6 separate regions of the Mus musculus genome follow, and regions 1, 2, 3, 4 and 5 are each linked to region 6. The links are chromatin contacts, called in public Hi-C, HiChIP or PLAC-seq, Micro-C and promoter capture Hi-C maps. All regions are on one chromosome and are shown on one strand. Each heading gives the region's core, a stretch centred on a gene start, on an enhancer-like site or on the middle of the called end of the contact. The rest is flanking DNA. Distances are from core to core; before and after follow the strand shown.

Region 1 (4,330 bases), core at 1,630-4,129, 370 kb after region 6:
AGGAGGCAGAGGAATAGAATTCCAAGGACAGTCTTAGTTATAAGGTAACTAGGAGTCCAGGGTGGCACAGGTGAGACAGTCTCAGCCTTCTGGGTTTTGTTTTTCAAGAAAACAGTTTTCAGCTGTAGCACACACAGAACGGAGGCCTTGTGAAGTCACCAGGAGAAGGCACCGTTTGCAATTCAGGGGTCTGGGCAACAGGCAAGTGTTCTGTGCTTCAAGCCCCCAGTGCTGTGAGGAAGTGCCTTGCTGTTGTTTAAGCTGCCCAGCCTGTGGGGTTTGGTCATGGAAGCCCTAGAAAACGCACCAAGCACTGTTTGCAATTTATTCATACAAATTCAGAACAAAGGCGTCCTGTGTTCTGGCTCAGACTTAGTGCGCAGAGCACCGTGAGAGGTCTCTCTCTCTCTGTGTGTGTGTGTGTGTGTGTGTGTGTGTGTGTGTGTGTGTGTGTGTGGACCTGAGCAGCTCAGGAGGCTGGAGAAGCAGGCTGAGGGGTCCATCTCAGAACAGCACCCAGGGATGTTCCAGCCCCTCAGCCCTGACCTGCATAGGTGCACACATAGTTCCAGCTGCAACTCACCAGTTTCTGGTCACACTGTCATGGCTTCAGTGACACCTTTGATACCTTTCCAAATGTCAACTTGCTTGACGACTTAACTTTGTTCTTTTTCAAACACTTGTCTCGAAGGCAACTCAGGGTGCCCAAAAATTTGTTACACATCTAACCCATCTATCCATCATTCATTTATCTGCATTTCTGTATACTTATTTGTATCTATATGCAAGCGGGGGGAAAAACCCTGCAAGCAGGGGGAAAACTGCAAGCGGGTGTTTCTAAGCCTTGGTGTTACCTGAGAGGGTAAAGGAATGCTGGTCTTTGCTACATCCACTCCAGTAGTGACTTGCTTGACAGGTTTAGAAACCTGGAAGCAGTCCCAAGGAGAAGAGTTTCTTGGAAACTTAGTCTCCTGGAACTGTGGCATCCCATAGCACATATGCTCCAATTTTGTCCTGGTGAATGGATCTGTGTGCTTCCTTTCAGTATTGTTTCGTTATAGGTGCCTCCAAGCAATGACTTGCCAAATACCTAAGCAAAATGGAACTTTGCTTCTTGGCCTTCACCAATACCCTAGGTAGTCCTTGAGCTGACTCTGGTCTTGGTAAGAAAGTTGCCTATTCAGTGACATTCAGAATTGCCTCTAGTATTGTAAGAGAGATAGTGAAAGAAATCAGGCCTTACTATATACTACATAGAGTTAGAAATCTCAGGGCAAGCTTAGCAACGTAAATTTAGAATTTTTTTTTAAAGATTTATTTCTTTATTATATGTAAGGACACTGTAGTTGTCTTCAGACACACCAGAAGAGGGCGTCAGATCTCGTTATGGATGGTTACTGTGGTTGCTGGGATTTGAACTCGGGACCTTTGGAAGAGTAGTCAGTGCTCTTAACCGCTGAGCCACCTCACCAGCCCCAAGTTTAGAATTCTTATTATAGTTATGTATGGCAGACTACATTACTTATTAGTAGAAAGTCCCCACACACAATCACTTAGAATAAAAGCCAAGTCACTCCCATATACAGGAATTTACAATGGTTTAGGAATTAGATCAAGCTGTGGTTTTAAAGTATTGCATTATTCATGAGAAGGTTAGCTAGAACGGAACTCCCTAATTAGAGCCATGACTTGGGCATGAAAGCCCTTGCCCTGGGAGTGTAAAGACCTCACACCTGGCTTCCTAGAATATAGCTGACCTTAGATAGAGCTGACCTTGTCTCAGTTGTTTTATTGCCCAGTTCCTGCCAGTCTTTGTGTTTGCATTCCTGTTTTGTGTGATAGTCATTAAGCATCCAGTAATCTCATTGTACCTTGCCGATGTGTCACCGAACTTCCCTATTTTCTACTGTATAAAAAGTTTGATGCTCAATTTGACATTACATTCAGATCCAACACACTCTCTCGTGTCATGTCTGTTTGTCACCCCATTCTCGCCGACTCTATGTCCACCTGCCGGAACCCCTGACTCCCCACGAATTGAGGGGGGCCGATTGAGCCCGGTCCGTGGAAGGTCTTTAAACTAATTGGTTTACAGCACCTGGTTAAACCATAAGGAGGGAGCGTACATCAAAACCGGAGCACCTTGACCTAGGAAAGACTTAGGTTTTCTTAGCCCACTCTGTTGTTATCAGCTAGCAGCAGCTACTATGTCTATTTTGTTACTTCCAGGGACATTTTGTGATTTTTCTCAGACCTCAAGGGCAGGGGCCATGCCCTTGCCTAAGGGCAAGTTAACTTAGAACGGAGTCTACAGTGCAAATGGACTTTCTTCATAAAAGCCTGTTGCTATACATTTAAAAAAGATCAAGATATTGAAGTATCCGCTAAATATAAACGGCACAGAATCAGAAGAGTTTTTCTGCCTTAGTATTGTGTACAAAGATGTTAGAATAAGAGCTCATCCACCTTCAGCCTTTTCCGGGTGAGTGAGTTCTAATTTTTACTGCTTTCATCTGTTTGCTTTCAGCTCATCTTGGCTATTGTAATGGCCCTTGTCAGAGGCTTTGGTGGGCGCCTCTGAACTGATGTCAGACCGTGGACTGCAAGTCTAGACAGGGAAGAGTAGGAAGCACTAGAGTGCAGGTCATGACCCCACAGATAAAACACTAGATTGGCAGCAGCTGGCCCAGCCAGTCTCCCTGAGGCCGGCTGGGCAGGGGTGGGGGTAGGGGGAGTGGGGGATGGGGGTGATGTGATTGAGAACGGGTCAGGAGCTCCTGGAATCCTGAGCCCAGACACCTGATTTCACTCCCTCAAGTCCCACCCTGCTCTGTGGACTTTCACCCAGTTCTTTCTCCAAATACTTACAATTTAATCCAGAAGATGGAGCCAGAAGACTTCAAGCAGAGCTCATGGGCCTCAGACTCTAAGTAATTATTTACAAGACAAAGTGAGCGGCTGGTGAACTCTACCCAATCGGTTGATTAATGAGAGCTGAGCCACGATTTCTCTTCTACACTAGATATACAAGGCATCTTGTGTTCTGTTTGATTGTCTTGTTTTTGTTTTTCCTCTGGGACAACGGGATCTAAAGAGAAACCCAGGAGGAAGCGCAAAGGACAGAGAGAGAGAGAGAGAGAGAGAGAGAGAGAGAGAGAGAGAGAGAGAGAGAGAAAACAGAGGTAATCACAGAAGTCATGGGGAGAGAGGCCCCGCTGAGCCCTGAAAGATGAGCCTGCTTTAAGATACAGTTAATCAGCTCCAAACTGAATCTCATGGAGCATTTTGTAGGGTGGAAGCCTTGGAAAACAGCATCTTAAACTGTCTCTTACGTGTGTGTTTAGGCAAAACCTCATTGTCTTCTTTCTCATTTTAGTGCTGGGGTCTGAACCCACGGCTTTATGCACCCTAATCATTTGTTCTGCTGCTGGGCTCAACTTGTTGTATAAATAATCAAACTTGAAAGGGAATATTATGTTAGCAAATGTATTAGAGCGATAGTGAGGACAAGATACAGTCCTGGGGAGCAAATTCAGAGGCCTCATGATACTGTACATCGGGCTGGAGAGATGACTCAGCAGTTAAGAGCACTGATTGCTCTTCTGAAGGTCCTGACTTCAAATCCCAGCAACCACATGGTGGCTCACTCTGTAATGAGATCTGACGCCCTCTTCTAGGGTGTCTGAAGACAGCTACAGTGTACTTCCATCTAATAAATAAATAAATCTTTAAATAGAAAAGATACTGTACATCACACAGGCAAGAGTTCAGATTGTGGGGCTGGAGAGGTGGCTCAACGGTTAAGAGCACTGATTGCTCTTCTGAAGGTCCTGAGTTCAAATCCCAGAAACCACGTGGTGGCTCACAACCACCCGTAATGTGATATGATGCCCTCTTCTGGTGCGTCTGAAGTCAGCTACAGTGTACTTGTGTATAATAATAAAATCTTTGGGCTTGGAGCGAGCAGGGCTGACCGGAGTAAAATTTAATTTCCAAAAACCACATGAAGGCTCACAACCATCTGTACAGTTACAGTGTACACACATACATAATTTAAATAAATAAATCTTAAAAGAGCACTGACTGCTCTTCCAGGGGTCCCGAGTTCAATTCCCAGCAACTACATGGTGGCTCACAACCATCTGAAATGGGATCTGATGCCCCCTTCAGGTGTGTCTGAAGACGGCTACAATGTACTCATATACATTAAATAAATGAACCTTTAAGAGAGAGAGAGAGAGAGTATGGAGTTGTTGAGGAGGCAGGAGTAGATCTAGGAGGGAAATGCCAAGATACATTGTATGAAATTCTCAAAAAACTAATACAAATA
Region 2 (4,682 bases), core at 657-3,156, 280 kb after region 6:
AATGAAGCCTTCCGTGCTGGGATTTTGGCAAGTCCTGAGCACGGGGACACCTGAGCTGTGCAATAACCCTGTCATTGCCAGGCAACTGCTTTGCTGCGGGCGTCTCCTTACCTTCACTTCTACAACTTACTCTCATTCTGTGCACGTTGACCAGTTGTGGGTCTCTGTCCCAAGCGCAAAAAGAAGCATCTCTCTGAGGGTGGGACTGCGTTTATCTATGTTATTAGGAACTTAGGGTGTTACTGTGTTCATTCAGCCGAGGAAGATTTAGCGGGGGGGGGGGGGGGGGGGGGATTCTTATCTCTGACTTAGGCAGCCGGGGGTTTTGACTTGTCAAGTCATGAGTAACGTTGTGTGGAGTGAGCCTTAAGTCCAATCAGAGAGGGCTTGCTTAGTCTTACAGCCTCCGTTCTGTTTCACCAGTGGTCATATCCTGCCAGGCCGGTTGCTTTCAGGGTTGTTTGCTGCTGTTTGCTTTTCTCTCCCAGTAGGAGACTGACTTCCAGTCAGTGCCAGCTTGATTCTTCCGTGTTCTATGACTTACCCCATGTTCTATGTTGCGTCTTTAGGGCTTAGCATCAAATTTTAGGGGGTAGCCAAGAAGACTGGCAATAACCTATAATGTCTGGGTGTGTGTGTGTGTGTGTGTGTGTGTGTGTATGGTTTCTATATCAGTAAAAAGAGGTATTTCATACCTGGTGTTTGGCTGTTAAAAATATTCTGCGGTATCTAGGTGAGGCTGTCCCTGTGTTACAGGGCAGCTCCACTTGACCTCTGTACTATCTATAGAAACAAGAGAGACCCTGCCTCAAAACCAAGGGGGAAGGAGAGAATTCTGAATTGTTGTCTGACAACACCCCCCCCCCCACATCATGCATACACACACATACTAATAAAAGATGATTTTTAAAAGCTATCCCCACAGTCCTGCAAAGAATATCCCCTGTAACAGATTCATCTCTATATTTGAAAAAGCAAAAGGATATTTTCCACCTGCATCCCACCATGTAGCTCACATTGGCTTTATGTCACCTAACTCCACTTGCCTCTGTCGTCTTGAGCTGGGATCGCAACTTCGCAACACTTATTTATTTATTTATTTATTTTAGATGTAATTTTTAATGTGTATGAGTGTTTTACCCCAGTATATGGCTGTCACCATGTGTCTGCAGGGTTGTTTTGTTTTGTTTTGTTTTGTTTTGTTTTGTTTTGTTTTTGATTTTCGAGACAAGTTTTCTCTGTATAGCCCTGGCTGTTCTGGAACTCACTCTGTAGACCAGGCTGGCCTCGAACTCAGAAATCCACCTGCCTCTGCCTCCCAAGTGCTGGGATTAAAGGCGTGCGCCACCACGCCCGGCTATTTTTTTTTAAGATTTATTAATTTTTATGTATATTAGTACACTGTAGCTGTCCTCAGACGCACCAGAGGAGGGCATCAGTTCACATTACAGATGGTTGTGAGCCACCATGGGGTTGCTAGGAATTGAACTCAGAACCTCTGGAAGAGCAGCCGGTGGTCTTAACTGCTGAGCCAATCACTCCAGCCCCGAGTCTGCAGATCTTGATGGTTCTAGTTGTAGACAACTAGAAGGAACTTAGTGAACTCAGTCAGTCTTGCTTGAAGTCAGTCTTGCTGCTGTGCAGACAGGAACTGACTGGATCAGAAGTTAGGCTCCTAGTGAAGACAGCGAGGGCAGAGAGGTGTCATACAGAAATGGACCCGCTTGCTGTGTTGGAGGAGACAGATTATCTGAGTAGGCGAGTAGTTGCTGCTTCCTTCTTGTCCCTCCCAGAGTCGTCACTATCCATACTTCCTGCTCCCCACTCAGCCCAGAGTGACCCTCGCTGGTATGGAATAAAAGGAGACCTTCCCAAGGACTGAGGGTACAAGAGCAGGGACCTTGCTGCGCACGGGTGTACCTTACACTGTGGTATGAACTCGCCTCCAGGCTGGATTTGATCCGAAACTCTGAAGTGCTGTCTCACAATAGAAACCTGTTGGGTTTCCTTTTGTAATCCTGGTTAAGCAAACACACAGCTGAAGTAAATTATCCATTATCCATTCCCGTTTCTCTAATTATGGGTAATGGAGTGTGAAGGGGACACAGTAATCCCTGAAATCATGTTTACTTCAGCGGAGCCGCCCCTTGGTGATGGGGGAGGGGAGGCACCTGCCAGCGCCAGCAGCTCTGACACTTTTCCGGGGCTATCTGAAAGCTTTCATGAGCCTACAAGAGGAGTGTGACTCTTTCGTTTATTTGACGTGAGAAATGACATCTTTGTTCACCTTGAGGGAAGACATGAAAAGCGGCCATTGTCGTGTCCTGTCTACTGAAGAGGAACCACAGTCAAGTGTGGTCAGTTGAGCTCATTTCTTTTTAAGACTCTGCTGACCTTCGTTGTTAGACATAAGCTCGCCAGCTTCTTACCTGTCCACACTGGCCCTGATGACCCACGACACACATGCAGCCTCAAGCCCTCCTCCGTAGCTGTGCTTGTGTCCTGCCAGGCTAGTTAGACCTGAACTCCAGGGACCTCCCCCTGAGCAATGTAGTGATGTGCCTGGCTCAGTAATTAAGCCTAATTATGTTTTATGGCGAGCAGACATCCCCGCTCTTCATTTCCATTTCTGACAGTTTAGTAATTGATGCCCAAGCTCCTATCTAGCCCCTGGGCTCAGCCTAAGTGTGTCTGCTTGGCATTTTTAGCTGTGCTGAATGAAAAGGCAAGAGTACATGATCTCGCCTCGCCTCCAGCTGCCAGCCCTGGCTGTTCTGGAACTCACTCTGTAGACCAGACTGGCCTCAGTCTCCCAAGATCCACTTGCCTCTGCCTACTGAGCTGGGATTAAAGGTGTGCTGCATGCCGTTTTAAAATATTTGTTCCACTTTTTTAAAAGTTTAGAGTGGCTGGGCAGTGGTGGCACAGGCCTTTTAATCCCAGCACTCGGGAGGCAGAGGCAGGCGGATTTCTGAGTTCGAGGCCAGCCTGGTCTACAGAGTGAGTTCCAGGACAGCAATGGATACACAGAGAAACCCTGTCTCAAAAAAAAAAAAAAAACAAAAGAAAAAAAAAAGGGGGGATGGGGGTTAGGTTTATGGTATTGTTGTGAAATTCAAAGGTAGTTTTTTTAAGTCCTGAGAACTGTTTTTAAAAATGTATGTTTAAAAGTATACGTATTGTGTTTGTGTGCCTGCACACTCGCATACAATGTAATGAATGCAATTGCTGTAATAAAAGGCGGATCCCAGAACTTTGGTAAACCCCTAGAATGGTATGTTCTAGATAGTTGAGATACTGTGTTCAATAGTCCCATCTCTCCCTGTCCTTCTTTGGAATGTGGTGATTCATGACTCAGTCTTTAAAAGTTTAAGGTCCAGCTGATGGCGTATTGCAACACTCTGCTAAATCCTGCCCCTTGCGTCATGCGTGACGGGGACTTCGTCTTGTATTGTTGAATTCTCCCCTTGGTCCCGGCTTCTCTTTTTATGCTCCTTAATGGACACTGCCTTCACTCACAGTCTGTGTGTAGTTACTGCAGCTGCAACAGCTGGCTACAGTCACCAGCAAACTCTCCTGCGTGGTGGGGAGAGCTACCTGTCAGAGCTGGGGCTTAGTGGACAATGAACGAAAGCAGATGGCATTGTGAGCCAGTGGTGTGTGTTCCCTGTTACTGAGTCCTTCTGAAATCCCGGAACTTGTATTTCAGATTGCATCCAAGTATGACCAGCAGGCCGAGGAAGATCTGCGCAACTGGATAGAAGAGGTGACAGGCCTAGGCATTGGCACCAACTTCCAGCTGGGGCTGAAGGACGGCATCATATTGTGCGAGTGAGTGGCCCTCCAAGCGAACGAGCGAGCGAGTACCCTTTCTTCTCTCCCACTCCTGTCTGTGGGCTTGTGCCTTGATTCTGGTTTCCCCATTTAGAATGCTGACCTTGATATCCTACCACTGTGTTATTCTTTCCCTCACTGACCTCCAGGGAATCAGCTTAATATTCTGGTTCTTGTTTTTGATCCGTAAAGCTCCATCATTGTAATTTTGTTTTTAGACTCATAAACAAGCTACAGCCAGGCTCTGTGAAGAAAGTCAACGAATCCTCACTAAATTGGCCCCAGGTAATTAATTGTCAGATGGGCAACCTCCTGTCCACCCCTTTCCTCCCTCTTTTCCCTTCCTTCCTTCCTTCCTTCCTTCCTTCCTTCCTCCCTCCCTCCCTCCCTCCCTCCCTCCCTCCCTCCCTCCCTCCCTCCCTCCCTTCCTTCCTTCCTTCTTCCCCTCCTCTCTGTTCCTTCCTTCCCTCTTTCCCTCCCCTCCTCTCCCCTCTTTCCCTCTCTTGCTCCCCTCCCCTCCCTCCCTCCTCTTCCAGTTTTCCCTCCCTCCCTTCCCTCCTTTCCTTCTCTTGCTTGAGATAAGGGTTTCACATTGTAGCCCAGGCTAGCCTCACATTCATTCTACACTTCGTGAGGACAGAACTGCCTCATCCTGCCTGTGCCTCTCTAGGCCTAGAACTCCAAGCTACAGTGCACACAAATATCAAATGGAGATATCAGATGTCAACCTTTAGCCTGCAAATGTACACATGCGAGTATACACATAAGCGTGTGTGCGGGCGCGCGCGCGCGCGCGCGCGCGCACACACACACACACACACACCTAACCACGCGCACCACCGTACATA
Region 3 (4,176 bases), core at 982-3,481, 300 kb after region 6:
CTGTAGGGTAGCTCAGAGCACCCAAGCACAAAAGCACTAGAGGCCATGCCGAGTCACTCACATGAAACTGAGGTTACATTACTCCTGGGCCTCTAACTCACCCAGGTCCAGCTGCAGGAAAATATTTACATTTATGTATGTTTTGGGCATTTCCTTCAAACAGCAGTGTGGTATTTCATGCGATCTTTCTTTGTGACCTGGCAGGACAGTTTTGTAGAAGAAGCCTGGGTTTTCTGCTTACCTCCTAAAGCCTTCAGAGTAACCCCTGCCAGGTCTTGCTCTTCTCATGCACCCTGCTTTGGGCTTTGTAAAAGGACATCTGATGGCTTTAAAGTTTCAAATTAAAGTCTATCACATTTGTTTGGAGATATGGCTCAGCAGCTAAGAGTGCTTGCTACGGCAGTGTGAGGACCTGGGTTCAAATTCTCCAAACTCACAAAACCAGCGGAGTGAAGGGGCTGGAGAGAGGGCTCAGTGTTTAAGAGCATTTACTGGCCTCATTGAGAGAAGACACACCTAACCCTAGGAGGTCTGGTGGGGTGGGGGTGAGGTGGGGACATCCTCTTGGAGATGTGGGGGGGGGGTGTGTGAATGGGCAGACCAGGAGGGGGATAACAACTGGACTGTAAGAAAAGTTTAAACAACAACAACAACAATAATAAAGAGCATTTACTGTCCTTACAGAGGACCTGAGTTTGGTTCCTGGCATGGACATGCCATCCCACAACCCTCTGTAACTCCAGTAGCAGGGAATCTGATGCTCTCTTCTGGCCTCTGCAGGCCCCAGACATTCACGTGGTACATATACATATATGCAGGCAAACATTTAAATAAGAATAGCTGAGGGTGGTTACACAGTTTTGCCATCCCAGGGTGGCAGAAAGTGGCAGAGAACAGGAGGCTCACTGGATCTTGCTGGCTACCAGACAGGTCCAGATTCAGTAAGTGGCATTGTCCTGCGGGGGGGGGGGGGGGGGGGGTTGGGGTGGGGAGTGGGGTGGCGGTGGTGGTAGAGAGCGATACATCAGGAAACCTGGTGTCCTTCTCAGGCCTCTATGAGTGTGTGTGTTCGTGTGCGTGTGTACTCATACACACACACACACACCTGCATGCATGCATGCACACATGTGTTTACAAAATGATTCACAGTGGACCAGGCACCCTCTTCTGATCACATAACTTGGCCTTAGCTCAGTAAAATAATCACTGTAGGCACTATGATTCCCATTTAATAGAATTTTAATCATTGTGTTATTAGGTAACCAAAAAAAGCTAGATTAACTCTTTATTTTGAGAGAGTTCTCCAAAAATATTAACACTTAGAAAGTCCTCCCTCCACCCCCCATCTTTAAATTAAAACTTAATCTTGCCCAGCCTGACCCTTATCCTCTATCCCCTGAGAGCACCCATCTGTCCTCCCCGAAAACTGAACCGGCAGGCAGCATCTTTTGATGGCAGAGCTGTGAACTGGAGCTGCTGTTGACTCGTCAAAAAAGTAAATAGAGTTTTCCTCCAGAGAGAAGGGAAGGGATTCACCCCAAAGCCCTGCCATGAATAGCCGGCTTTATTTCTGGAATGGCTTCTCTGAGTTCTGATTTTATTCACTCAAAATAAAGAACTCCTGAAACAAACTTGAGTAACTAATACACCCTCAGACCTCAGAGACACACAGGGGTAGCTGAGTCCACGCACATCCAGACCCCTTCCGAGGCCCCTAGAAAAACTTGCAGGAACTAGTCCAAGCCAGTTTCATCTCTGATTTTATCACAAACACATGGAGAGGAAGTCAAGGCACCCGGCAGACACGCCCGAGCCTTCCAGGGTCTGGCATTCACCAGTCCCTTCAAGAATTCACTGTTTACCAGGCTGCAAACCACCACCAGAGAGACTGTGAGAGGGGAAGCCTGCCAGCGGCCGCCTCTGTCCTCTTCAGGGGTCCTGCCAGGAGGGAGGGATGAGACATGGAGGAGAGGAGAGGGGAGGGGAGGCCGAGAGTTACTCCTGCCAAGAAAGTAGAAGCAGGGCAATGCAGTCTTGTTTGCTTTTCTGAAATTTTATTTGCTTTTAGGCTTAATTTTTAGAATGGCCTCATTCTTTCCAAGCTCATCACTGTGGCCGGGGGTGGGGGTGGGGGGGTGGGGTGGGGGCGAATTAAGCATCAGAGAGACAGAGAAGAAAGGAAACAACTGATCAGTCTCAAGTAGCCCCGGTGAAGGCCACTGCCTCCTTTGCCTCCCCACATTCCTTGGCAAATATGCACGGTTGAAAGGACAGGCAGGCACACAGAGGAGCCCAAAGCCAATAGAACTGATTTCTACAGGGTTTTTCAGTGAAAGTACAAACGTTGTCAAGTAAAGAAAGTGATGTTCAACTCCCACTGAAGGAATATTTGAATTTCTCACAAATACTTTCACATGTGAGGATTAGCTTTCTAAAACCCCTTTTCTATTCATTTTTAACTTACTTTAATTTTGTTTTACTTATTACTAGGTTGTGTGTGCGCATGTGCATGTGAATACACAAATCTTATGGCACATGTGTGAGGTCCAAGGACAGCATCACTTGGTTGTCAGTCCTCTCTTCCCACTGTGGGGTCCAGGAATGGAACTCAGGACCAAGCTTGTGTGTAGCAAGCAGTGTTACCCAGTAAGCTATCTCCCTGGTCCTAAACCCCTTTTTAAAATGAATCATGGAAAACTGGGACTAGAAAGTTTCTATGCTCAGTGGATCAAGTACTTGTCCTAGAGGCCTGAAGAACTAAGTCAGATCCATAGAACTCAAGTTAAAAATCTAAACAAAACAAGCCAACTCTTGCCTTTAACCCCAGCATCTAGAGGCAGAGGTGGGCAGATCTCTGTGAGTTCAAGGCTGCTTGGTCTACAGAGTGAGTTCAGGGCCAGCCAGGGCTACATAGTGAGACCTTGTCTCAAAACAAACAAACAAACACACAGACTAACCTTGTGGTGGCACATGAGTTTTGTAGTCACAGCCTTTGGAAGGCGGAGCCAGGTTGGTCCTGGTGGCTCACTGTCCAGCCAGCCTAGCCTACCTGGTGGGTCCCACGCCACTTCGAGACCCTGTCTCAAACAAAGGTGGGCAGTGCCTGAACACAGAAGGTTGTCCTCTGGCCTCTCATGCTATGCACACATGTGCACTCACACCTTCAACACACATGACTTAAACCAACATGAAAACTATTGCTGCGTTTAAATAATATTTCTTTTAGGTTTATTAATTTTAGGAGTTTGGGAGAGGCATCAGTTTTTCTGGAACTGGAGCTACAGACCATTGTGAACCACTGTGTGTGTGCTGGTGCCCCAACCTGGGTCCTCTGGAAGAGCAGCCAGTGTTCCTAACCACTGAGCCATCCGTCCAGTCCCATACAAACTGTTATGAGGGCTAAAAGACTTCTTTTCCTTAGCATTGTGTTTTAGCTTTAGGGAGTGTTGATTGTGATAGTTCTCTTTCTCTCTGGCTTCTTGACTTCATGGTTTCCACTCTTGTCCTATCTCTGCCAGGGTCACAAACACCTAGGACTTCTTAGATGAGAGCCTCCAAGCCACTTCTAACCTCAACCAGCATGGCCCCAGGTCTGCCATCTCCAATCCCGGTGCTGCGGCTCTCTCCCCTGCCTGTTGCACTGCTCTGAGAAACCCTGCAGTCCCTCTGTCAAGATGCCCTTCCTGAGCCCTATTCCGTCTGCGGGGATATTCGTTGAATAGAGAACTAGAGATGGCTTAGGCAAAGATTACCTTCCAAATAATATTCCTTCATGCTAAACTTGAAATTGACTGTCTGATATGTTTTTCTTTGGTAGACATTAGGCTTAAAAAGCCAAGGGCTGGCAGGATGGTTCAGTAGGTAAAGCACTTCCCATCAGGCTTGACAACCTGCGCTTCATTCCTGGGGCACACACATGAAAGGGGAGAACCAACTCCCACCTTGGCCGCTAGACTTGTGCTGTGGCATCTGTGTGCCTCTCTAAATAATAGATAATCAATTTAAAGACATCTTCTGATGTCCCCCTCCCGAGGTGTGTGTGTGTCAAATTCTACTGAGGAAAAAAAAACCCCACTGTCAGTAGGTTGTGGCCAATGCGGAGCGTAATCATGGAGCACACAGTGCATACTGTGAGAGAGTATTCCACTTCCCTCAGATCCAGGACAAGCCAAAACC
Region 4 (4,825 bases), core at 497-2,996, 470 kb after region 6:
TCAGACTTCTAGTAGCGGTGACAGGCAGAATTACCAGACCAATCTTCAAAAACAAACCTTCCTGTAGCCTTTTTAATAGTTGATCTTTGGGCCTAGAAATGCAGTTCAGTTGGTAGAGTGTTTACCTGGAGTGCACACGGTGCTGGGGTTTGAGCCCCAGCACCCCATAAATGGGCCTGGTGACTCATGTATGTCATCTCAGCACCTCAGAAATTGAGGCAGGGGAATTTGAGAATTTGAGAACTTCAAGGTCATTCTAGGCTCCATACTGAATTCAAGTCCAGCGTATATGAGAGTCTCCCCAAATCCCACCTTCCAGTTACTGCCAACTTAGCTTATTTCAGAGAGAGACCAAAGGCCCCCATAGGTAGCTCCTCGCTAATTCTCAGCACCATTTAGAATCCATTGGCACATGCATCATTCATTGCTTCTGTTTCTGCACTTGTACAATTCACCACTTAAACCCTTCAGTGTAAGCTCCTCGTTTGTAGAATTCTGAAGGTGGCTCCACAGAGGCCCTTCCTGATGACCTCTTGACTTTGTTCTGCCACCTCCCTCTCCCTCTCCCTCTCCCTCTCCTCTCCCTCCCCCTCCCCTCCCCCTCCCCCTTCCTCTCCCTCCCCCTCTCTCAGCCTTGGCTATCTTCTCTTCTTCCCCAAGAAGACATCTCCTCAATCCTAGCCTTGAGCAGGCCCCGCATCCCTGTTTCCATCAGACACACTCTTAGCAATTTTGAAATTTCTAAAGGGCTTATATAATCACAGCAAAGTGATTGATTGTATAAACCAGTAGCTATTTTCTCTCCAGTCCTGAGCATCTGCCCAAGAGGGCAGAGATCTTGACCCCAGGAGCTCAGCACTGTGTCTCGCATATGCAATAAGTTCACAATGAATAGAGAATGGGGGTCACGGCAGGGCAGACTTTCTGGACAACTATGCACTGAATATAGGGAGAGGGCAGCCAAAGGGTGCAACATGGGTGGCTTGTGAGAACAGCCAGAGGACAGGCTGGCAGGCCAACTCCGCAAGGAGGCTGAGACATGATGCATTTCACATAAAGACCTCGGACGGCCCCGCAGCTGGGCTCTGCAGTGTTGAGTGAAGAAGAAACCTACAGCGATTGGCTTTCTGGTTCTGTATTTTTCAGAGTGATTAGAGGGAGGGCAGTTTAGCAGGGAATACAGGGCTGGGTCATAGCTAAGGCGGTAAAGAAGCATTCCCTGACACTTTCCAAAACCTGCTTTTGAAAAAAATGAAAGCCAAAAGAGGCATTGTGCGTTTGTGATCCCAGTTCTGGGAGGCAGCGGCAGGCAAGACACCCGGGCTCCTTGTCCAGCCAGCCTATCCTACTCACCACTGAGGGACATGTGGGTGAGTCTTGAGAAACAACAGGCAATGTTGTCCTCCAGCCTATACATGCATATGCACATATCTGCAAGTAAACTTCACACACACACACACACACACACACACACACACACACACCCCACCATTTGGTCCCTAAGTTCTGGGAATTCCTCATGAAGCACACTGGAGAGGCTAAACTCAACCTTCATACTGCACAGCCCAGGGGCCCCTGGTCTCCTGGGAGCTTTAGGGGGTTTGTAGCTCCTCTGGGGGGCTTCTGATGGTTATGGAGTCAGAGAGAGTTGGATTCATAGCTGTTTCTTACTTACCAGCTGAGAGAACTCAGGAAAATGGCCTTTTTTCCTGAGCTTCAATACTTGCCTCTCGTAATGGTTTAGTTACTGAGTTAGTAGAAATATTAACTGGCCCTAAGTGCATGCCTGCTGGAGCATACGTATGAATAATAGCTAAAGTCACTGGTGGTTAATAACTCAGTTTGACTTTGGTCCTGTGTATGTTGACTTTGTTTTGGTCAAATAATAAGTAAATCATTGTGAAGTCGGCGTTACAGTGAACAGGGAGCTTGTTTCTTAGTCCTCCCATCAAGTTCAGTGTAACTGGGGTGCTGATTCAGGCTCTTTATGGCTGTGATTACCCCCTGTAATCACTACTGCCTTCCTCAGTGGGAAGGGAGGATGTCCCCCATCCTCCTGCCCACAGAAAAGACTGCCCTCAGGTGTAAAGTCCAATTACTGGGCGCAGTTGGGAAGAACACACACAGAGGTGCATTCCTGAGCCCTGAGCGTGGGCCCTTGTTTGTCCTCTCCTTATAAGGAGTGAGTTATCATCAGCCTTGCAGGAAGGTCACGGCTGTTTCTCCCTCCTCAAGTGGCTGAAATCATCCTTCTCCTCGGAGGGGTGGGGTAGTGATTAAGCAGGCTAACCATGCCAGCGCTTTGCTATCCAAGTATGAGGATGTTTACAGACCTTGTGACAGAGGTGGGGATTTTGTCTGATCCTGGGGACTCCCAGAAGACACACCAGAGAGTCCCCCACCACTCATCCAATAGTGGAAGATCAGCTACAAAGGCCCTTTCACCAGCTTGTGGCCATAAAAGTTGGCCTGGTAGGAAGAGCTGGAGCCCTAACATCTTTAAGGGTTGAGGGCTGTGCCTAGTTTCTGGCCACATCCTCTGTATCTTAAAGGGAACAGACCATGCCAGTTGTTCACACTGCCAGGATGCTTTGCCTCCCTACTGTCTAGAAGCACCACTCATGAGAACCTTCTGTGAATGTGATGGAAAATAAAGCCTGACTCCTTTAAGATGTTTCAGGCAGTGTTTTGCCACAGAGATGAGAAGGGTACTTAAACAGACTGCTTGCCTTTCTTTGACATTTATTATTAATTGTTGCAAAGCAAATAAAGACAACAGGCCTGGGGGCACAGCGATGAATCCTGGCTTTGGATGGGATAGTGTCTCCCAAAACCTCCCATCCAGTGCAACCATACTGAAAAGTGGTAGGTATTCAGGAAGTGGGGCGTAGAGGATTAGAACTAGAGGAAGCAGAGAATCTTCAACAAGAGTGACTTGCTGTGCAGAGGCGAGTGTGAACCCCATGTGAGCTCTCACGGCTTCTCTCATGGCTTGATCCTCTCTGCACACACTACTACTGCTGCTCCCACACACTCTTCTAACCAGAGGTGTCACTTATCACTGAATGACTTAGCCAGAAGGCCCTCCCCAGAGGCAAACACATAGAACTGCTTGTCCTAGGATTTCCAGTCTTCCAAACTCTGAGCTAACTAGACCCCTTTTGCTTCTAAAGGTTTTCAGCATCAGGTGTCTTGTCATAGCAGCATAAAACAAATCTTTGCTTTTCACCCCCACAGATACAAGCTAAGTCAGGATAACTTGTCCGAACAGCAAATTGGTAATATTGCGTATGTTGGTAAGTATATAGCATATAGTAATGGGTACTCTAATTCTTTGCCTTTCTTCTAGTCCTTTGAGATCTGAGGGGGATAAGAACACCATTGGGCAAAGCCTGTGCTGTTCTGACCACAGGGAGTGCTCCCAGGAGACCTTGTACTGGTGTCTGAGTACAGCCCAACTGGGAGCTGAGGGGTGCTCAAGGATGCTGATATCAAGGGCTGGACTGATGTGCTCTACATCCATCTGAGATTACAGCATCCGAAAACCCACCGTCAAAAGTTAGATCTTTTGTAATGACATTGAGATCATTCCACTGATGTTCCTAGAAAAAACCAAACCAAACCAAACCAGATTTCTACCCTAACTAACGAGGATATGATAGAGCTTAAGAAATCTTTAGAATAGTTCTTTACACAAATAGAACAGTTGATCAAGCTGTGAAATGCCCACACATACTATGTGTATAAGTGGTTATTCAAAACATTTCTGGACTACACTATTTCTAGGAAAGTGTCTCCTCTAAGAAATGTGAATTCTGTAAGGAAAAATTACAGCTATTTTCATCTTTAAACAGTTGCATAATGCACTCACTAACAAAACCAACAAGTGCACATGTACACGGAGGCCTCTCAAGGGCAGTATGGCCCTCAAGGAGTTGAGTGAATATTGTGAACACGCATTCCGACGTGGATGGGGTTTATATGGTTATTTGTAAGATTATGGAAGGATTGTTGGATCTTCACTCATGGAAACATATTTTGTATGATATAAAAAGCAAGACACGGTTAATTACATGTTACCACAGTACAAAATCATTGTTGACATGTGTGCGTGTGTTACTAGAGAGTGAAGTCAGAAGACAACCTTGAGTTTCTGTCCTTTCCTTCCACCCTGTCTGTGACAGACTATGTTGCCTGTACTGTGTACGCCAGGCAAGCTTGATCATGTGTTGTCAGGGATTCTTCTTTCTCTACCAGCCTCCTTGCTAAAGAAGCACTGGGGCTACAGGGGTGTGCTCATTCACCCTCTTTTACGTGGATTTGGGGGTTCAAACTCAGTTACTTGAATGGGAAGCCCTTTAACTCTTCCCCCTACCATATCCTGCACTCCCCTCTCTCCCTCTTCCTCCCCCCACCCCCGTCTCAAATTCATCAACAAGGACACAGATGTTGTCTCTCTGCAAAGGATAAAAGATGAATGTGTATTTGTATTGCTTAACTTAAAAATGTTTTTGGAACTGGCAAATTTGCAATAAGTTTATTATGCATAGACTTCTAATATTATTTTGGTTCTGTGTAAATTAAACTTTCTTTATTTGAGAAAATCCACTAGACATTCTTTCTATAATATGGCTCATGTGTTTTGATGGGCTTGTCCATCTGCAAAATTGGAAATAAATAGAAAAATAGCAAACCAAAGTAGTAAACAGTTATGCTCAATATTCTGTTTTCAAGGTACCTTAATTATTAATAATGTATGTATTAGTATCTATTTTGTTGTCTATAGTGGATATTTATTTATCCATTTTTTTGTGTGGAGTATGTG
Region 5 (4,492 bases), core at 1,869-4,368, 390 kb after region 6:
AGACAAAAGAACCTGCAGCCCATTACCTACACACGATAATTCTGAAAGTGAGATGGGCGTCTGTGACGGCTGATCTTCCTCATCAACTTCACTGGGATTAGAATCATTCAGATACCCAGAAGGAGAAGTCCCACCTGGAACAAGGCTGGCACCGTTGGGGACTCAGGCTGAGGAGAAAGGAAAAATAGGTAGCCAGGTGAGTGCCGGCATGCGCACTTGTGCCGGCATGCGCACTGTCTGCAGCTTCCTGTCCCACCAAGTGAAGAGGGAAGAAGTCTCTGCCTCGTGCTCACACTAACCCCACCCCACACCCTGAGCTGCCACCGCCAACCTCCACCACTGTGGCCTCCCTAGCAGAAGGACTGCATCCCATAAGCCATGAGCCAGGATAAATCTTTTCTCCCTTAAATTGATGCTGGTCAGGCACTCGCTTCTAACAATGAGAAAAGCAACAGCTCCAGGATCTTCCCACCTCTCTGTCACTGTATGTGTGTGCCTGGATAACAAGTAGGTGTGCACACGTGCATAGTCCACTGTGTATGTGTATACACGCACACAGCATAAGCAGACATTTATTAAAGTCTGCTGGGACACGCCCATCTTATCTCTATTTACATGGCCTATCCTCCTCCCCCAGCTTTAGGGATGACATAAGGCTACATTTCTTCAATGTGCAAACAGTACTGATCTAGGACACTTACCAGCACAGCCTCGTAGGACAGCCCAGTCTTCCGCTCGAGGATCTCCAATCATTTCTAGAGATCTACAACTGATCCCTACATGTTCTCAGGCCTGAGCTGACATTGGCTGCTTTGTATCTGCTTACTGACAGCGTATGTGTTTAACTAGGAGGGAAATATGGGTAGAAGATTCATCCCAGCTAGACGGCAAACACCTCCTGGGCTGGTAACCTTCTCTCTCAGTTACTGCTCTGTGCCCGTGCTGTAGATAACACTCAGCACACGCTCGGTGTCCAAAACTGTGAATGACAAGTAGAACTTCCACTTCTTCAAAGAAAAGTTTTGAACATTTTTTTTGATGCACTCAGTAGCAATACACACACAACAAAAGGAAACCTTCATCTGTGATGGATTTAAAAGGGAAGGACCTTTAAAGAGCAAACAAAGTTTCCATGGGGGTTAGTGAGGCCTGAGGACTTCAAACAGACACCAGCGGGCTATGGCCAAGGTTTGCAAGGGATTCCAGGTCTGGGAGGAATCATAGACCAAGGGACCACTCACAATCCTTCCAGTGTAAATTTCTGCCGTGGAATACTTGTTATTTGTCTTTGCTAATGTGTTAGCAATGTGGTGCTAAGTAGAACACAGAAGACTCCAAAGGATAGTGACAAATGAAAACCATATGCCGATGGGATCCCGATATCAGGAAATGAGATTTCCTGAGAGGCCTGCAGGATGCTACTTGCGATAAGAAGCAGATAACTTTCAAATAATGGAATTTGGAGAAGTATTAAATGTCAGGATGTACCTAAATATTTGTTCTTTAATTTAATCTACCAAATCTAAAGTTCACATCAACAAACAAAATAGCTAAGAATTGAGTAAGACAAGTAAAACAAACTCACTTTTCTTTTCTTTCCCCCTTTTTCTTTATCTTTTTATTATTATTATTTTTTTGAGTCTCATTGTGTAACCCAAGTTGATCTTCAAAATTCAGCCCTCAGGTATATGCCTGTATCTGCTGTAGCTCTTTCTAAGACACTCCAAACAGAGGTGAAGAGACAGCTCAGTAGTTAAGAGAACTTGCTGGTCTTCCAGAGGAAGACCAGTGGTTCAATTCCCAGCACCCACATGACAACGTACAACCATGTATGTGGTACACAGACATACACATAGTCAAAATATCCAGATTAAATAAAATAAAACAATTAAACATCTTTAAAATTAAAAAATCTTAAACAAAGAAAGCCCAAATGTTTTTATTGTAGTATTTGGTTAGGAAATCTGAGCTCAACCCAAACATTTCATTCGTTAGTCTTATTATAGGTCAAATTTTCTGTCTAATCCTTCATTCAAATATATGTAAGGAGAGAAAGTGAGGCCACAGTGAATAAGGCTGTAGGCCTGAATAATACCCTAAAGAAAATAAGGTTATCGTATATTTTAACACATGTTTTAAAAAGTTTATTGCAAATTAATTGGCATCTATCAAATAAAATTTTAAATGTGGAAATTGTAAAATCATCAGTGTAATTATGTAAATAACTACTGCTGTATTTTAATGTTTTCCTTCTAGAGTTCTTATGTATATACATTTAAATTTTTGTTATTTGCATGTATGTATGTGTGTGCTCACCTGTGCACAGATGTGCACATTACTGCACGAATGAGGACATTATAGGACAACGAGTGGAGGTAGGTGTGTCCTTCTATCATGGGGATTCCAGGGGCTGAACTCATGTCACCAGGCTTGGCAGCAAGCACCCCTACCCACTAAGCCATCTCACCAGCCCCATGTAAATTTTATGTAATTATAATTTTTTTTTTTTTGTAGGAGCTGTTTTGAACTTTCAGTCATTCACCCTTACAGAGACTGGTAGGAATATCTTACCTTGTTGGGATAGAAACTTAGTTCCTTAGAGCTTTGATACCTGTGTCTCGGCTTTCCTTTGTACGTGCTAAATGTAACTCCTGAATTGAAAATAAGTTTTAACATATAGGTTGTGGTTAAAACAACACCAAAGACTAATTTTAAAATTCTAATTTGCTCAGCATAATGTCTAGATTATAAAATTAGACTACAGCTTGCCAGCTGTGTACCCAAGTTGGCACCAGGCACCTTCCTGTTGGGGCCATTGGCTGTAATACCACAGCTAAGTTAACAGTAACTACTTACTTGGCTACTGTTTCTTTGATGACCCATCGCCCTGTTAGTCTCTGTTTAGGTCACAGTTTGTGGTCTGGTACAGCCTTGGTTCTTGTGAATACAACTTAAGTATCGATGTCTTACTACTTTGCTAGTGTAGCTGTTAGGCTCAGAGCCTGGGTCTCCAGCCCTAACAACCCGAGGTCGCCGCCCATCCTCAGCACACCAGTTAACAGACAGCCTGATGTGAAAAGCTGAAAGAGAAGACTTATTCATCGTGGCCACAAAGCATGTGATTGCAGATCTTTGCATTAAGTGGAGAAGCCTCCGGAACAGGAAGAGGGAGGCTCCGAACGCCCATCACTATCTCTGTGCCTTTGTGTCACAAACAAAGGACCCAGTGATTCATAAGGTACTTGGGAAAACCAAGATGGCCTTAGAGTGAATGAAAGCAGGATTCGCTCTGCAGGCAGGTGCTCAAGCAAGCCTAAGGCCCAAGAATCCCAGTTTCCACTCCAAAGGGAAGGGAGGAATTCTCTGAAGGGCTAGCCTTTTCTTTTTAAGTGATTGATTTTGTTTGCTGGAGGGGGTTTGTACAATCCTTTCTGCAGTCCAAATGACAGCCTTACTTGTTTGCTGGGTCCCAGAGTTGACTTCCTTGTGACTCACAGTCACAGGCCTCTTGTCACGTCTCCCTGCCTCACCTGCACTTCTGACGATGGGCAAAGAAGGACTTCCGGAAGGCCCAGGCCTTATTTCTGTGGGGCAACCTCCAACCCTCCATCCAGAGGAATGGGAGGGAAAAGCCAAGTCTGAGCATGCGCGGTTTCCCAGCCTCTTCAGGCAGAGACATTCCTCTGTGGTCTACTTTTCCTTGAGAGCCCTAATCACAGCCTCTTCTCAACCACTTAGGGGACTCATTTCAGCTCCTCCCACACCCACGTCCCCTACTGCTGGAACCAAATCTGTTTTGTTCACCTCTTTGTGAAGCTCACAAGGTGCCTGGGGCCCTGAGGGCACTTTCCCAGTGAGGAGCTGGCCTTATTGCAGCAGGCGTATTGCAACAATGCCGCACACTAAGTGACACGTGTGTCCCACTGATCAAATGGGAAAAAATTACAAACGTTTTATCAGTGATGGTTACTGTCTCTGAGTGGAGAAATACTCTAGTGGGAAATGCTCTCTTTCCCAAGGGCGTGGCTGGCGCATTCTCCCGGCTGCTCCCTCAGCCTGAGGCAGTCCGTGACCTTCCCTCACCTGGGAGTTAATGGGAAGGAGGATTCTACCTTTCCAACTCCTAGCAAAGTTCTCTTTCGGTCACTTTTCATCTGCCCTGAAAACTTCTGTCAACCCTTCCTTTGCCACATTGAGTCAGGCTCATGGGACACACTCGAGGAGGCTGATTGGATGCGTCCGCTGCCACGCTTGAGTAAGAAGGACCCAGAGTGTGTCTACAGCAGAGGGAGGTCAGGTCCCCAGAGTCCCGTTCCCAAGTGAATCTGAAGGACAAGAACAAACTAAGCAGCAAAAGTAGGTGTGTGCCTGGGAGAACCAAGACGACCAGGACACTGACACCAGAGAACCCACATTAGAGTGTTTGCTTAGGGTGGGGCCTTGCTTCCAGGTTACCGGCTATTCTTAATCACCAGCAGGAGTACGTGATGAC
Region 6 (4,256 bases), core at 997-3,496:
GGAATATGGTGTTTACATTATTTCCAGCCCTAAGAGACTGTTACACACAGCGCCTCTTCCTTTGAACTTACTCTAACATGAGTGGCCAGGATGCAAACTCCCTCAAAACTCTTAAAAGAAATTACTCCCCACTAAACTGAACCCATCTATTCAAGACTTTTCGGCTCAGGGCCTCAAGAGCTGGCCGTTGGGGTCAACCCAGGTCTTCCTGTCTTACAGAGAAATGTAGGCCCTCTGCAATATTCTTCTAATCTCACTTAAGACAGGAGAGACTTATCTGGTGGAGGCCAGGGAAGAAATGATGGGTACAGAGTGACACCCTGAAACCCGAACTGCCGCTGGCAGCGAGGGTAGAAGCCACGAAGCCTGCTACACTTGGTGTTTGCCTCACTCACAGCTCCCGAGTGTGTCAATCATTCCTGCTTCAATCGCTGAACTGTTCTACTCTTCAGTGAACCTTCTAGAAAACAAAATGTCCGAAGCTGTTACACTGAATTCCTTTATAATTCAATTACTTATTGATGCCAGAACACTGAATTAAATTAATTAGGAGGCATGACTTGAAGTCATGCTCAATTTAAGAGCAGATAAAGAGCCGCAGTGTTCAGAGTATTAAGACAACCCCCTCCCCCTCTCTCTCAGCACTTCTTTTTGGGGGGTTTCTCTGACCTATCAACAGTATCTGATTGGTCATAATGCAAACCACCACCATTTTTTTAAAATGTCATAGGACATCACAGGTTCGTTTCTCCCAGATATTGGCAAGTAAGTCACGATACAAGAACTCGGAGACACGAGTGATCCCTTTAAATAGCTGCCTCCGGCAGAAGCAATTACCAATAGAGAGAATTGTGGAGACAGGAGATGCTAACCGATCAGGATGCTACCCAATCACAAGAGGGTGGCAAATCCCTACAATAAATCCTTTCATAGGGGTCTTAAGGAAGTTTCAAAAATATACAAGACAGGTCTAGGCACTTAAGAAGAGAGCAACTCCATTTTTCTAGAAAGTTCACATGGCCTGAAACGTCAAATCACCACAAAGATCTGTAGATGTGTGCATGCAAGAAGGCATAGGAGAAAGGGGTCACTGACTTATCTTATGGAAACCCAAAGCCCTCCTAATCATAGATATAGCTTCCTTAGGTCTAGCACATCTCACACTGTCTTCCTAGAGCTAAGCCAATTTATGGTCAGAAAAGCCATTACAATCGTAGTTACATTGTAACAGTAGAGGGATGGCTCTCACTGACCTCAAAATGTACATGACATATTTGACAGCTCAGCGAGGGTGAGAATAATTTGCATCAGCACATTTTCCCAAAAGGGGGAAATTGGGGGCACTCAGTGGTTAAGAGCACTGACTATTCCCTGGGTTCAGTTCTCAGCACCTTTAAGGCAAGGCTCTCAAACCCTCGGTAACTCCTAGCCCCTGAACGTCCTATTCAGGCCTCCCAGGCACACTCAGCATACAGGTCTATACAGGCATGCAAAACACTCATACATACGCCAAAAAAAAATTTAAAAGTGTGTGAGTGGAGCGTCTGGGTTCCTTAACGGAAGCCAAGACAAGAATGAAATTTTAGCTTTTTAAAACAATTAATAATAACAACAATAGTAATAGCTTTACAGACTATAAACTCTCAGAGGGTCGGTGCCCTGCCTGGGTTAGAAGAGAAGGTCTCCATGCTGCGTCCAGCAGAAGTCTGGAATCGGCTGCCATTTTTCAGCAGCCTGGAAAACGTAAAAATAAAAATATTTTTAAGTAAAACAACAAAAAAAATTAATAATAAAGTCAAAGGCAATTAACTCTGGAGAGTTCAAACCTTAACAAGCATTTCCTGACTGCCTTCCACGTGGCTGACAACCAACTACAGCGTCCTGTTGTCAGGGACGTGATACACAAATGCTTATGGTGGATGCCGACTATTTGGAGGAGCTGGGTTTCACGAGGAGGGCACTGCGCACCGTCTAGTTGCGGGAGAGCACGGGGTAGGGGGGCGGAGAGGGCGAGCTCAGGGGAGGGCACTGCAAGCGCAGGCCAACCCCACCCCCCAGTCCCCTCCTACTCCTGTCCAGGGCCACAAGACACCGGGTCCCCGACTCCCCGCAGTGGCCGCAGGGTGAGAGGCAGGGTATTCACCTGAACAGCTCAACATCTCCCACTCGTTGGGCCCGCAGAAGATCGCGGCCAGCGCCGAGAGCTCCTGCCGCACCTCCTCCACCATATCCGTGCGACCAGAACCCAAAGCCACTTCCGCCGCCTCCCGGAGCAAAGCTCCCCTACGGTCACTGGGGGGCGCCCCGGCCTCACAGCCAGGTCGGCTGCGGATGGCGCCGGGCGGGGGGCGGGGAGATGGGCGTGTTTATGGGCGTGGCATGTGTCCGCCCAGAACCTTCTGAGTTTTGGCCTCTGTGGTTTTCTGGATCAGAGAGAGACCTGTAAAGCCCCAAAGTCCCCTACAAGAACAACCAGGCTGTGAACCCACCGTGCTTCACCAGGCTAGGAGGAAATGGAGAGAGTAAAAAAAACCTAAACAAACAAGAAAAGCCAAACAAGGCGAACGAGCCCTTGTCAGGCTTTTGAACTTTGTGTCCTGAGATCCCACAGTGAGCAAAACACAAATTCCATGTCCTCATGAGGGTCAGTGACCCTCGTGGTCAGGATATTTCAGAAAAGAGAACGATAATGACCTCCAGGATACTGACCTGGTTGGTCACTAGCCTCGGGATTACACACAAGGTCTAGATTCCAGGGCCTCTTTCCAGTCCAAGATGAAGAAGAGGGAAGACTGAGATGAGACTCCTTAGAGATGGGGTCCAAAGCCAAAAACTAGCTTTACAGTGATTTGATTTGAGTTGATTTGATTTGGTTCGGTTTGGTTCGGTTCAGGTGATATTCGATGCATATAACATAATGTGTCTATTACCTCTCTGATCCCTGAAGCTTAATGGTGAAATCACCATCTTTGAATCTTGACCTAAATTTCAAAACACTCGCAGTAACAATAGGATAACAGAATGAGTGATGCATCTGTTTCAACCTCGACTTTAGTAAGCAAAATTAATTTGTGGTAAGTAGTTCTGTCTAGGTGCATTTGACTCCCCCCGCCCCCAAAATAAAAATTTTTAATTCTGCAGCTCCCAAGAGTCCTTTGGCTCACTCGGGGAGGTCTCATGCCACTGGTTTGTATCAGAAATAACATTCTGTGAGTTCATCAAAGAATTTAAGTAGGTCTTCAGTGACTCCTTTCACTGACTTCTACAAGTCAGAATAATTTTAACTGGGCCACGTTACTATCCCAATCATCATTTCTATTGCTAAAAGGGCAATTTGAAAAAAGGAAGAGAAATTGGCTTCCAAGAAGAGAAAGGAAATCTGATGAGATAGACAAGAAAAGCTTTTCCAGGGATGCCCTGAGATTTCAGTGACCCCAGGCAATTAGGAACCGTGCTGTGCAAATAATTAGAAAGATAAAGGTTTATTTAAACACATGATTATCTATAATGTAACCAATTTGTATTAGAAGAAAGAAAAAAAAAATAGTTCCTTTGAGTTATTTCCAAAATAGCAGTTCAAGCAAGTTCAGTGGGTTCATAATTAACTGTTAGAGAGATTTGGGGAAAAGATTACACTTTTTGATTTACAGCACCACTCTGTTATTCAATTTTCAGTTTAAAGTCCAATGTTACTGCTAAAAGTAATGGAAAATATTAATTTGATTATTTGTCATATTTGTTAAATGGTCCACACAATAATTGAATAGCCCTCATCCTGTTTTAATTTTTCAAATTCAATGTGTGATATGAACGAAATAACACGAACAGCGTGATTTCATTGTCAGCAGGATTAGGAGGCGATCACCGGAGCCTACTGTCAGTAAGGGGTCCATGGGAATTGATGTAAAAGTACAGCCATCTATTATCATACTTAAAATTTTCTGGTCAGTGGGTTTCTTCTTTGCTTTCCTTTCTCCGTTGATTCCTTAACCTGCTTTTCATACTTCATTTAGCATGCTTAAATAAAAAGTTCATGTGAATTGTCTTCTAAATTGACACTACCCGGAGACACTGAAATCCCTCGAATACATTTCTTGCACTCTGACATTTAGAAGTAATCATCACAGAGGCAGCGTGATGTCTGCTTGGCATTTCTCACACAACGGAAATAGCAGGTACCTGGCAGATCTCTGAAGCTACGGCACCATAATCATTTTTCTTGTAATAAGATTTCTTCTAGTCAGCGGCTACTGAAA

What was found. Promoter capture Hi-C pulls out the DNA fragments that hold promoters and counts their contacts. A called contact is a pair of places that touch in the nucleus more often than the background predicts. HiChIP or PLAC-seq counts read pairs in DNA pulled down with a chosen protein or histone mark.
Region 1: a contact with region 6 is called in a Micro-C map of embryonic stem cells, with 6 times the contacts expected there. The contact joins the enhancer-like site here to the promoter of Rwdd3 in region 6. A contact is called at or near these places in 20 of 39 promoter capture datasets (the 3T3-L1 cell line, 3T3-L1-derived adipocytes, the C10 cell line and 12 more), 4 of 15 datasets of contacts at CTCF or cohesin (the NIH/3T3 cell line, embryonic stem cells, large pre-B cells and 1 more), 31 of 484 Hi-C or Micro-C datasets (the C2C12 cell line, ECoMG myeloid progenitors, the G1E-ER4 cell line and 17 more), 15 of 115 datasets of contacts at active chromatin or transcription factors (the 230-238 cell line, DN3 thymocytes, the NIH/3T3 cell line and 10 more) and 4 of 9 other capture datasets (adipose tissue, embryonic stem cells, liver and 1 more).
Region 2: a contact with region 6 is called in a promoter capture Hi-C map of liver. The contact joins the enhancer-like site here to the promoter of Rwdd3 in region 6. A contact is called at or near these places in 5 of 39 promoter capture datasets (the 3T3-L1 cell line, the HPC-7 cell line, hippocampal neurons and 1 more), 18 of 484 Hi-C or Micro-C datasets (the C2C12 cell line, Sertoli cells, brown adipocytes and 11 more), 4 of 115 datasets of contacts at active chromatin or transcription factors (bone marrow-derived macrophages, extraembryonic endoderm stem cells, hepatocytes and 1 more) and 2 of 9 other capture datasets (adipose tissue and pancreatic islet).
Region 3: a promoter capture Hi-C map of liver shows a contact between it and region 6. The contact joins the enhancer-like site here to the promoter of Rwdd3 in region 6. A contact is called at or near these places in 2 of 39 promoter capture datasets (liver and trophoblast stem cells) and 2 of 9 other capture datasets (adipose tissue and liver).
Region 4: a contact with region 6 is called in a Hi-C map of Th1 cells, with 2.7 times the contacts expected there. The contact joins the promoter of A730020M07Rik here to the promoter of Rwdd3 in region 6. A contact is called at or near these places in 2 of 39 promoter capture datasets (cranial neural crest and liver), 1 of 484 Hi-C or Micro-C datasets (Th1 cells) and 2 of 115 datasets of contacts at active chromatin or transcription factors (large pre-B cells and pancreatic cancer cells).
Region 5: an H3K27ac HiChIP or PLAC-seq map of trophoblast stem cells shows a contact between it and region 6, with 2.3 times the contacts expected there. The contact joins the enhancer-like site here to the promoter of Rwdd3 in region 6. A contact is called at or near these places in 7 of 39 promoter capture datasets (the 3T3-L1 cell line, 3T3-L1-derived adipocytes, the C10 cell line and 3 more), 2 of 15 datasets of contacts at CTCF or cohesin (embryonic stem cells and pro-B cells), 3 of 484 Hi-C or Micro-C datasets (the N1E-115 cell line, pre-B cells and pro-B cells), 8 of 115 datasets of contacts at active chromatin or transcription factors (DN3 thymocytes, T-cell acute lymphoblastic leukemia, astrocytes and 5 more) and 1 of 9 other capture datasets (adipose tissue).

Annotation. Positions count from the first base shown.
Region 1 is chr3:121,537,297-121,541,626 of GRCm38.p6, forward strand. No RefSeq gene overlaps it. Among named protein-coding and RNA genes, the nearest start is that of Gm40135, 5.8 kb to the right of the region's middle. Within about 2 kb of position 2,880, at least 59 of the 459 cell types and tissues checked have an H3K27ac peak or open chromatin away from gene starts, as enhancers often do. A contact at or near this core is called in the C2C12 cell line, the N1E-115 cell line, adipose tissue and 9 more, where this site is marked.
Region 2 is chr3:121,446,240-121,450,921 of GRCm38.p6, forward strand. Cnn3 (calponin 3, acidic) reads left to right here. Exons shown (of 7, transcript NM_028044.2): 2 at 3,710-3,831; 3 at 4,053-4,119. Among named protein-coding and RNA genes, the nearest start is that of Cnn3, 22 kb to the left of the region's middle. Within about 2 kb of position 1,907, at least 75 of the 459 cell types and tissues checked have an H3K27ac peak or open chromatin away from gene starts, as enhancers often do. A contact at or near this core is called in adipose tissue, hepatocytes, liver and 4 more, where this site is marked.
Region 3 is chr3:121,467,535-121,471,710 of GRCm38.p6, forward strand. The region is part of intron 12 of Slc44a3 (solute carrier family 44, member 3); the gene reads right to left. Among named protein-coding and RNA genes, the nearest start is that of Cnn3, 43 kb to the left of the region's middle. Within about 2 kb of position 2,232, at least 156 of the 459 cell types and tissues checked have an H3K27ac peak or open chromatin away from gene starts, as enhancers often do. A contact at or near this core is called in adipose tissue and liver, where this site is marked.
Region 4 is chr3:121,644,707-121,649,531 of GRCm38.p6, forward strand. It overlaps A730020M07Rik (RIKEN cDNA A730020M07 gene), which reads right to left and starts at 1,747. Exons shown (of 3, transcript NR_036458.1): 1 at 1,676-1,747.
Region 5 is chr3:121,555,898-121,560,389 of GRCm38.p6, forward strand. It overlaps Gm40135 (a long non-coding RNA gene), which reads left to right. Exons shown (of 4, transcript XR_867598.2): 2 at 2,515-2,556; 3 at 2,982-3,238. Among named protein-coding and RNA genes, the nearest start is that of Gm40135, 13 kb to the left of the region's middle. Within about 2 kb of position 3,119, at least 44 of the 459 cell types and tissues checked have an H3K27ac peak or open chromatin away from gene starts, as enhancers often do. A contact at or near this core is called in embryonic stem cells, extraembryonic endoderm stem cells and trophoblast stem cells, where this site is marked.
Region 6 is chr3:121,169,449-121,173,704 of GRCm38.p6, forward strand. It overlaps Rwdd3 (RWD domain containing 3), which reads right to left and starts at 2,247. Exons shown (of 5, transcript NM_028456.3): 1 at 2,144-2,247. The coding sequence starts at 2,228.